2 separate regions of the Mus musculus genome follow, and region 2 is linked to region 1. The links are chromatin contacts, called in public Hi-C maps. All regions are on one chromosome and are shown on one strand. Each heading gives the region's core, a stretch centred on a gene start, on an enhancer-like site or on the middle of the called end of the contact. The rest is flanking DNA. Distances are from core to core; before and after follow the strand shown.

What was found. Hi-C and Micro-C count contacts between places; a contact is called where the count stands out from the background.
Region 2: a Hi-C map of liver shows a contact between it and region 1, with 1.8 times the contacts expected there. The contact joins the enhancer-like site here to the promoter of Sdsl in region 1. A contact is called at or near these places in 1 of 484 Hi-C or Micro-C datasets (liver), 2 of 115 datasets of contacts at active chromatin or transcription factors (both in embryonic stem cells) and 3 of 9 other capture datasets (adipose tissue, liver and pancreatic islet).

The regions. Positions count from the first base shown.
Region 1 is chr5:120,469,499-120,474,621 of GRCm38.p6, reverse strand. Sdsl (serine dehydratase-like) reads left to right here and starts at 1,797. Exons shown (of 9, transcript NM_001384254.1): 1 at 1,797-1,896.
Region 2 is chr5:120,564,745-120,569,579 of GRCm38.p6, reverse strand. All of the region lies in intron 2 of Tpcn1 (two pore channel 1), which reads left to right. Among named protein-coding and RNA genes, the nearest start is that of Tpcn1, 21 kb to the left of the region's middle. Within about 2 kb of position 2,174, at least 174 of the 459 cell types and tissues checked have an H3K27ac peak or open chromatin away from gene starts, as enhancers often do. A contact at or near this core is called in adipose tissue, liver and pancreatic islet, where this site is marked.

The DNA of each region.
Region 1 (5,123 bases), core at 548-3,047:
CCCGATTCTCCTGCCCCCACCTTCAGAATGCTGGGATTACAGGCGCGTGCCAACCGTGCCCACTTCACATGGTACGGGGGATCAGACTCAGGTCCTCGAGAATGCTGGGAAGGCCCTCTACCAGCTGATCCTGATCCCCAGCCCCCACAGTCAGCAGCTTGGCCAACCCGTTTGCATATACCCCCTTCCCACTCCTCCTTGATCCAGAACAGCTGTCCTCAGGGCGGTGTGAGTTTTGTACCCACGGGGGACACTGGACAATCTCTGGAGATGTTTCTCGGGTGTCATCAGAGTGAAGAACATCAATGCTCAGAGACACGCAATTCCAGGGCGGCTGTCCTACAACAGGAAATGAAGCAGCTGCAGAGTTCAACATCTGCATCTGAGGAACCCCGCCAGGTGACAGGAATGACACTCAGTCTTCTCTCCTCCTGGTGCTGGAGCCAGGACTTACCATCAAGGGTACAAAACATGCTTTGTTTTGTTGTTTGTTTGTTTGTCTTGATTTCCAATGTAGGATTTCCTCTGTGTAGCCTTGGCTGTCCTGAAACTTGCTGTGGAGACCAGGCTGGCCTGGAACTCACAGAGAGCCGCCTGCCTCTGCTTCCCGAGTGCTAGGATTAAAGCTGCGCACTACCAAGTCTGGTTTACAAAGCATGTTTTATTTAACTGCTCCCGAAACATACTCCCTTCCAGAGGTGTCACATGAGCATGTTGGCTCCCGATTGTCATCCTAGCACATGAGAGGATGAGGCAGGAGGATTGCAAGTTTGAGAGCAGACTGGGATGCAGAAAGAGACTGTGCCTCTAAAGAGAAAAAAAGTGGCCGGGTGTGGTGACAAACATCCATAAGCCCAGCACTTGGGAGGCACAGACAGGAGGGACAGGAGTTCAAGGTTATCCTCAGCTACCCAGTGGATTTAAAGCCAGCCTTGGATACAGGAGACTCTGTCTTTAAAAAAAAAAAAAGTCTTAAAAAAATGGCTGGCAGGATTGTTTAGTGGGTAAAGACACTTGCTGCCAAGCCTGGTGACTTGAGTTCCATATCAGGGACCCACACATTAGACAGAGAACCGGCTCGCACAAGATTGTCATCTGACTTCTGCAGGTGTGCCAGAGCACACATGAAACCCCCTGACAAATAAATACAAAATATATTATTATGATTATTACTGGGTTTTTCAGGACAGGATTTCTTTCTCTGTGTAGCCCTGACTGTTCTAGAACTCACTCTGTAGACCAGGCTGGCCTCAAACTCAGATCCGCCTGCCTCTGCCTCCCAAGTGCTGGGATTAAAGATGTTCACCACCATTGCCTGACTAAAAACCATTTTTTAAAACATTCTTTTAAAGGGAAAAGAAGCCAGGCGTGGTGGCACATGCCTTTAACCCAACACTCAGGAGGCAGAGGCAGGTGGATCTCTGTGGGTTAGAGGCCCCCTGGTCTACGGAGTGAGTTCCAGGAATGGCTGTTATGTCCAAATCTGTGGCACTGGCTGAGGACCAGGCAACTGTCAAGTTCTTTCCCCTGAGGTCACCTGCTGCAACCCTCACTGGATAGGTGGGGACCTCCCAGAACACTCCTGGGTTTTCCTGGTGGCACTGACTCCCTGACTCCCACCGTGCGTCATTCCCAGGGACAAACAGTCTTTGCTAATGTGTAAAATCAGCCAGCAAGCCAAGGTCAGGACCTGGCAATCGCCGGAGCCTCTCCCTGGGGTTATCACGATCTATGGTGACCCCACAATGGATGTGGGGAGCCGACCAGGTCAAATGCCCTGTGAGACACCGGGCCACGGCTCACTGGCAAGTGAAGACCTTGACAGAAAACCTCACACCCCAAGGGCACATGCAGAAGAGGCCTTCCTGATTCTGTCTCACGTGGCTTCGTTCTTAGGTAAGGTGGGTGCTTAATTTGAGGTGACAAAATTGTCGTTTTATTGTTGTTGTTTCTTTTCTCCTAGGGGTTACAGCAACATATAGAAGTCAGAGCAGCTGGGTGGTAACTTGGGAACCTTCTGTTCCTCCAGCCCAAGCTGCCCCTGAGGGGACCCCTTCTGCCCCTCCACTCCAGAGTTGTTTTCAACTCTGTCACAAACTCTTTCCATTTCTCCAAAGTCCAAGAGGTTTTGTTCTATGAGACAGGATCTCACCATGTAGCCCAGGCTGGCCTTGAATTTCCTTTGTAGCCAAGGATATCCTTATCTTGCTGCCACCTCCCAAGTGCCAGGATTACAGGCATGCAGCACTACACCCAGTGCTTAGCTGTAAGTGAGTTTTAAAGTCTCTTGGGAGGCACACCCGGATTAAATGTCCCTCAGAGCTTGGTCCCTGGTCTCTGAGATGGCTGACCCATCTAGTCACATTAACTTTTTTGCACCTGACTCCTTCCCTTGATCTGGGAATGAGTTGTGTTGGGGAAGTGTCTCTGCAAAGGTTTTAAACTCAAATGCACCCCAAGTTCAGTCAAGGGCTCTTGGGAGGGGGCTGAGTGGCAAGAGACTGAGAGGACGTGGTTACCCCAGGACAGTGGCCTTCCTGAGAGGATGGTATGGCCCAGGGTGGCTGATGGAAATAATGCCCTAAGGTGGGATTCTCTGGTTTCCAGGGGTCGAACTTCTTGGTTAGGGATGGGGAGTCTTTGAACTTGGCCAAGGAGCCATGCTGTGTTGTGTATGGGAAGACCTTGATCCCTGGTGGCTTAACCTGCCTGGATCTTGTTCTTACCTCATGCAAGGAAGGGAATGAGGTGAGGCTTGTGACCGAGGGTGGCTGGCAAGTGTCAGAGGCTCCACCCACCTCAGCAGAAAGGTCCCTTTGTCCTGGGAACAGGGTGAACATCTGGGCCACCCACCTCAGCAGAAAGGTCCCTTTGTCCTGGGGACAGGGTGCACATCTGGGCTGAGGGGGTGGGGTGAAGATTAATGAGCAACCCAGAGGTCTGGACACGGAGGCTGCTTGGTGGCCCGAGGTGTCAGGGACAGGAGTTGGCTGTCTACACCAGCCCCTCCTCTCCCTCATCACAGCCAGCAACTGTGTGACTTTGAGTAGTGGACTTGGACATGTTCGGATCATCAAATGCTTTTTGTCCAGGTAGTTGTACGTTCTGTGGTGGAATGACATCACACTGGCTTTGCCACCTCTGCTGTAGTCTCAGGTGACTTCTTTTACGACCATTGGAGTGACAACGGAGCACCAGCTGCAGCCCCAGTGTCTCACACACATCATCTCTCCCAGGAGAGGGGCCTGTATCTCTCCCTACAGCTAAGCCAAGACACAGAGAGGCTGACTGACTTTCCTAGGGTTGCTTAGCCAGGAAGTGGTGCAGCAGAGCCTGGCTCCAAGATCTGCGTTCTGAATGCTGAGCACATGGCCTCCCCATAGGAGCCCTGTGCCTAGTCTGCTGTTTCATTTCTGTTTTCATTGAAAATTTTAAAATTACATTTGTTTATTATTCTCTGTATGTATGTGCGTGTGTGTGTATGTGTGTGTATGTATCCATATATTCATGTGTGTATGTGTGTGCATATAAGTGTGTTTATATGTATGTGTGTATTTGTATGTATGTGTGTATGTGCGTGCACATGTGTATGTATTTGCATGTATGTGTACATGTATATATATGTGTGTGTATATGTGTATATGTGTGCATGTGTGTTTACATGTGTGTATGTCTGTGTGCATGTGTGTATGTGCATGTATATGTATGTGTGTGTGCATGTATGTGTGTTTATATGTATGTGTGTATTTGTATGTATGTGTACATGTGTACATATGTGTATATGTATATATATGTGTGTGCATGTGTGTTTACATGTGTGTATATCTGTGTGCATGTGTGTATGTGCATGTATGTGTGTGTGTGTGCGCGCGCGCGCGTGCGTAGATCAGAGGTCTTTCTCTAGCATCAATTCTTTCCTTATACCATGTTGGTCCTGGGAACTGAACTCAGGTCATCAGGTTGGTGACACGTATTCATACCTGGCAAACCATCTCAATATATGTGTATATACATGTGTGTTGGGGGAGGGTTTGAGGCAGTCTGGCTATGCAGCAATTCCTGATGTTGAATTCATGGCAATCCTACTGTCTCAGCCTCCGGGGTGCTGAGATTACAGGTGTACCAGCACTTGGCTTGTTCTATTACTTAATCTCTTTTCTTTCTTTTTTTTCTCTCATCAATTTATTTATTCAATTTACAGCCTGATTACAGCCCCCTGCCTCCTCCCCTCCCAGTCCCATCCTCCCACCCCTCCCCAGTCCCCATCCCCTTTTCCTCAAAGAAGAGGAGTTCCCTTGTGGTACCAGTCCACCCTGGCACATCAAGTCACAGTAGGATTAAGTACACCCCCCCCCCCCCGGGGCCAGACAAGGCAGCCCAGCTATGGGAAAGGGATCCAAAGGCAGGCAACAGAGTCAGAGACAGCCTCTACTCTAATTGTTAAGGGACCCACATGAAAAACAAATTGCACATATTTTTTTTTCTTTTAAGAAAGATTTAGTTTGACATGGTGGTGCATGCCTTTAATCCTAGCACTTGGGAGTCTGAGGCAGGAAGATCTCTTTGAGTTCAAGACCAGCCTGATCTACATAGTGAATTCCAAGTCAGCCAGGGTTATATAGGGAGACCCTGCACCCCTCCTATGATGATGATGATGATGATGATGGTTTTTGGAGACTGGGTTTCTCTGTGCAGCCCTGGCTGCCCTGGAACTCTATATAGACTGGGCTGGCCTGGAACTCACTGAGATTTGCTTGCCTCTGTCTCTCAGGTGCTGGGATTAAAGGTGTGCATCACCCCAGCCCAGCTTATTTTATTTTTATTATTTTTTGGTTTTTTGGTTTTTCGAGACAGGGTTTCACCGTGTAGCCCTGGCTGTCCTGGAACTCACTTTGTAGACCAGGCTGGCTACGAACTCAGAGATCCGCCTGCCTCTGCCTCCCGAGTGCATGTGCCACCACGCCCGGCTCAGCTTATTATTTTTAACCATGTGTATGGCATGTATGTTTGTGTGCACGTGAATGCAGGCACCCATGGAGGTATCAGAACCGCTGGAACTGGGATTACAGGCTGTTGCAGGCGAGCTGCCTGATGTGGGTGCTGGGGACTGAACCTGAGTCTTC
Region 2 (4,835 bases), core at 925-3,424, 95 kb before region 1:
CTAGGATAACAAGGGGTAAGTGGTGGGCATAGAGACCCACTTTGGGAGAGCAGGTGTTAACAGGTCCAAGCTGGGCCTCAAAATTCATGGCCTGAAGAAAGTGATATCATGTATGGATTAGCTAACCACTGGGGTAGCAGGACCAGACAACTTTATGCACAGAATAGTGTTGGGGGGCGGGGTGGGGGGACGTTGTGACTGTGGTTGGTCTCTGATGCAGGCGTGCCATGGCAGAAATGGACCTCGTAGCTTGCCTGGGTAGAGTGAGCATAGATAGGCTTGAAGAAGATGGGCCTCGTGGCTGTGTGTCCTCAGGTGGCTCACTGCTGAGTGGGGAGAGCCTTCCTTGGAAGCCAGCAGCCCAAGTCCATATCTGTCAATGGGCCTGTGCACTGGCCTCTCATCCTACAACCTTGGGCTGTCAGAAGCAGCAGAGAAGAGATAAGAACGCAGCAGCAGAGTCCAGCTCCTGAGGGGGGTCAAGGTATGGCCCCTAGGGGCTCTGCTCCTCCAGTGGCCAGCTTCACTGTTGTCAGTCCCCTGCCTCAGCCTTACCTATTCTCTGTGACTCTCTAAGCTTCTGGATTTTGGAATGTGGCTTTCCAAATATGCCTTGTGCGATGCCAACTTATGCTTCTTGCCTGGGCTTCCCACTCTCTGCTCCCCTTCCCCAGTTCTAGAACACACTGCTTGTCTGTTTTCCAAGTACTAGGGTTATAAGACATGTCTAGTGCCTCCTCTTGTGTGTTTTTTTTTGGGGGGGTGCACACAGCAGACAGTTTCACCTACAACATCAGTGATACTGTTGGTCTCCTTCCCCTGTGTCCCCTCCCTGCCCGCACCACCCCCCTTCCAGACTCCCGAGGCCAGCTGTTTCTCTCCTGCTCCCTCCTGCCTTCCCTTTTAAGTTTACTGCTTTCAGCCTTCTGGCCCTTTGCCTGCCAAGTCCTAGGAAGGCAAGCCGCACCAATGAATCCCTTTAGATTTGGCCGTTCAATCCCAGTCAGGTGGTTGAAGACAGTTAGAGGTGGTACGATGCTTTATCCTGACCGCTTCCGAGCCAGAATTTCTTCTATAACAGAGCTTGCCCCATGCAGTCGTCCTACAGAGCCTTCTGTTGCTCCTTGGGCCCAAGTAAGCTTTTGGCAGGACTGGCATTGAGTTGGTGCCAGCCATTGAACTAGAGAGGACCCTGGGCCCTAGAGGCCACCCTGTGTGCCTGGATATGCCTTCAGTAGACACGCTGATACCAGGGATCTACTCTCCACCCCGTCTCCCAACCAGTTACCAGAAAGCAGAGGTTTGGAAGAGGGCAGCGTGCCTCCTGACTTCTTATTCTGCCGGGTTTCTATCTGGGAGTCCTCAAAGTGCCATCCGCCCAGGAGCATCGAAGCGCCATGGCCCCTGTGAACGCCCCAGCAGTGCTCTCTGCTTTATCCCCACCCCCTCTCTCCTCCTCCAGCTTCACCCATGGAGTGGGACTTCTCAGTGACAACTGGCAAGCAGTTTCGCGGCTGCTCATTGTCATTCTGGTGGGCTCTGGTTTCCAGCGGGCTCCGAGTGCTTTCTGGGTATTTGCATTTATTGCTGCTGTGCCCGGAGCACAGCTGGCACAGGTCCCAGCGCAGAGTGGAGAAACTGAGGCTCCGAGGAAGAGGTTTACTGTGTGGCAGGGGCATTTTGCCATCAAAGAGGGACAGGCATTCCTGGTGTGCCTTTAAAGAGTGTGGGAGGCCCGAGGGCAGTTTGGAAGGAAAGTGCCGTGGACTTCCAGTTCTTGTCTCATGGATCAGGCCAAGTCATTCGTTGCTACCTTTTGGATCAGAGCTCCTACCAGGGCAGCTCTCAGGCTTTTTACCCAAAGCTGCCTCTCCAGGCCTCAAGGCCAACGGGGGCTGGCCTGCCCTGCTGGACGTGTGGAGGCAGAGCCGCCCCTCTCCTGCCCACCCTCTCCCTCTCCTCCCTCCCTCCTCGCCTCTCTTCCTCTGCTTTATGGCTGGCATATGGAAGCCATTTCTATTTATCCACAACACCAGGATGCTGCCTCTTGCTGTGCTCCAGCGAGCGGAATCCTCGGATTCCCCGCAGGGCCATTTCAGAGGCTGCATGCGAAGCAGCCAGCTGTTTGCAGGGAGCGCCTGGGCCCGTTACATCAGCGTTAGAGGCGGCATGGCCATCTGTGCACGCGGGTCATCCTGGGCTGTCTGAGTCTCAGGGTTGGAGGCGGTGCGTGTTCCGCCCAAGTCTGGGCGGTTTTTTTCTGGCCTATTGCTTTCCAGTCCCTGTCTCTCCGTTCTCCCATAACGTTGTGTTCATGTCTCTGTGCCCATGGCCAGGGCTTAGGGATGGGGTTCCCAGGACAGGGACAACACAAGTCTTTAGTGGTCAAGGTCTTCGTGTCTGCTCAGCCTGATTTTGAAGAGCCCTGCCCGGGGCACCGACAGAGCTGAACACCCTTTGTACCTCTAGGGAACTTTCCCCAGGCTCAGGGTGTCACCTTCCTGGTGGCTGAGTGCCCTGTCCCAGCCACCCAGTCACCTTCTCTGGTTTGTTCCAAACTGTGGGTGCCAGAGAAGGGAATCTGCTTCCACTGCCCATGAAGGTCGGTCCCTGCATCCCTGTGAATTTCTAGCTGACTCCCAGACAAGTGGAAATTCAGAGGCCAAAGGCAGCTGCTCTCCTGAGGAGTCCGAGGAAAGCTAGCCCTAGGACCGTTTCCTGATGATGTCATCCTGGCCTCTCCATTGTGGCTCTTGTGGTATGCCTTGCCTCCTGGCAATGCAGGTCATCTGGAACGTTCTTTCAGACGTGCCAAAGTCCCAGGTGCTGATGGGGTCTTTAACGGTCTGAGTTGGACAGGGCCTGTTACAGCAGTCCATGATGAGAAGCTATACTGAGGTGATATTGCGTGAGCCCAGCTCTTTTACCTGAAGACCCGTCACCTATTTCTCATGAGAGGCTCTTCAGGAGGAGACTGGGCAGGTCCTGTCACCAGGGTAGGTGGGTGCCAGTGTCACAAGGGCTGGAACTGTGCAGCCAGGGATTCTGTAGCAGTTTCAGGGAGTCTGGCCTCAGTGGGATCAGGGGGATAGATCATGAACTGTGTGGTGACATACGGAAGAGCCACGGGGCATTCTCCAGTTTACTTCCAATCTGGCCTGTGTTCATCGGAGCCAGGCCGTGGGATCAGTTCCTCACCTGATTTGCCAGCCACATGGTCCACCCTCTGAGCTTTGATACATCCTTTGTGCCCTTCCATGGGGTTCTTAATTATCCTTTCCCTGTGGAACACTGCCAAGCCCCTGAGCACAGCTCACACAAGGGACAATAGGCCCTGAGGAGCTGGAAAGACTCCAGCCTCAGAGCTAGGCAGACAAGCAGGCTCAGGCAGGGGGTTGCAGCTTAGACTGCAAGAGGTTTTGGACCCGAAGCCACCAAAACCTCCACATGAAAGAGCTGGGAGGGCCAGTGGCTCCCTGCCCACCACTTATGACCTTTCTGTAATCCCTAAATATCCTAGCCGGCCACCTGCATGGCTGAAGGAGGCTTTTGTGGAATCACCTGTGGCTTCTTTGAAAAGCCCTTCAGTGACCCAGGTTACCCAGAGCCTTTCAGGCCTGTCCTCCCCGCATGAGAGCCACTAACAAGTCCCAGGCCTCGCCAAGGTCTGTGTTGTGTTCTCCACAGTGAAGGGTTAAATGCTCAGATGCGCAGAAGAGGGAGAGGGAGCTCGGCTCCCCTACCCGGGGGAACTGGGGTGTTGGAACCACGTTTTCCCTTTCTGTGCTTTCTGAAAGGTCCGTCCTGGCTCACCTTTGTATAGATCCACCCCTCTGCAACCCTCAATCTTTAAAACAATACAGAGGGACCGTGGCATACCCATTAACACCCCTGGGTGCTGCCTAGTGCGCCCTGGGTAAATGCTGCCGGGTCCTGAGCCTGGCTCCTGGCCACATGTTGTTCTGTGCCCCGTGGGAGTGTGTGATTTTCAGGCAAGATCCCCTACTTCACATCAGTTCTATAGACTTGTTGACTCTTTATATACTGGGCACACACACACACACACACACACACACACACACACACACACACACACACACTCTGTGCTTTGAGGACACAACAGAGACTATATCGAAGGTCCATGGTCCATGTCCCTGTGTCACTGACATTTGGCCACAGTCTGAGCATTCCCGGGACCATGTAGGGGCCAGAGATCATGGGAGTTCACAGCAGAGCCAAGGGCAGTCTCTCCCAAGGCAGCAGGAGGGTGGAAAGCTGAAAGACCGGAGAGAGCGGACTGCTTAAAGGTCCTTCAGGCAGAAGGTTTCAGAATAACGAGGGGCCAGGATATTGATGGAGAAGAGGTAAAAGGGATAAGATGACATGACGAATGGCCTGTTTAACTGGAGTGTGTGTTGAGAGTAAATGCTTACGGTTTCCCAGGGAGGCAGACACTCTATTTCTGAAGCAGAAGACTAATACCAGCTGTCTTAGGTGTGTGTGTGTGTGTGTGTGTGTGTGTGTGTGTGTGTGTTGTGCTGTGCTGTGCGTGTGGGGGTGGGTACACATGCCTGTGCATACGTGGAAAGGCCAGAGGTTGTATTCCAATGTCCTATTTGAGATGTTGAGTCTTTCACTGTACTCAAAACTCACATTGCCAGCTAGACTGGCTAGCCCCCCAGGACCACCTGACTTCCATGTCTCAGTGCTGGTGTTACAGCCCTGCCGCATGCGGCTCTGGGGAGCTTCATGCTTCTGCTCGAACACCTTCCCAACTGAGCTGTCTCCCCCCCCCCCCCCCCGCCCTGCTGTGGTTTTCTTAAGGTGATTATGTG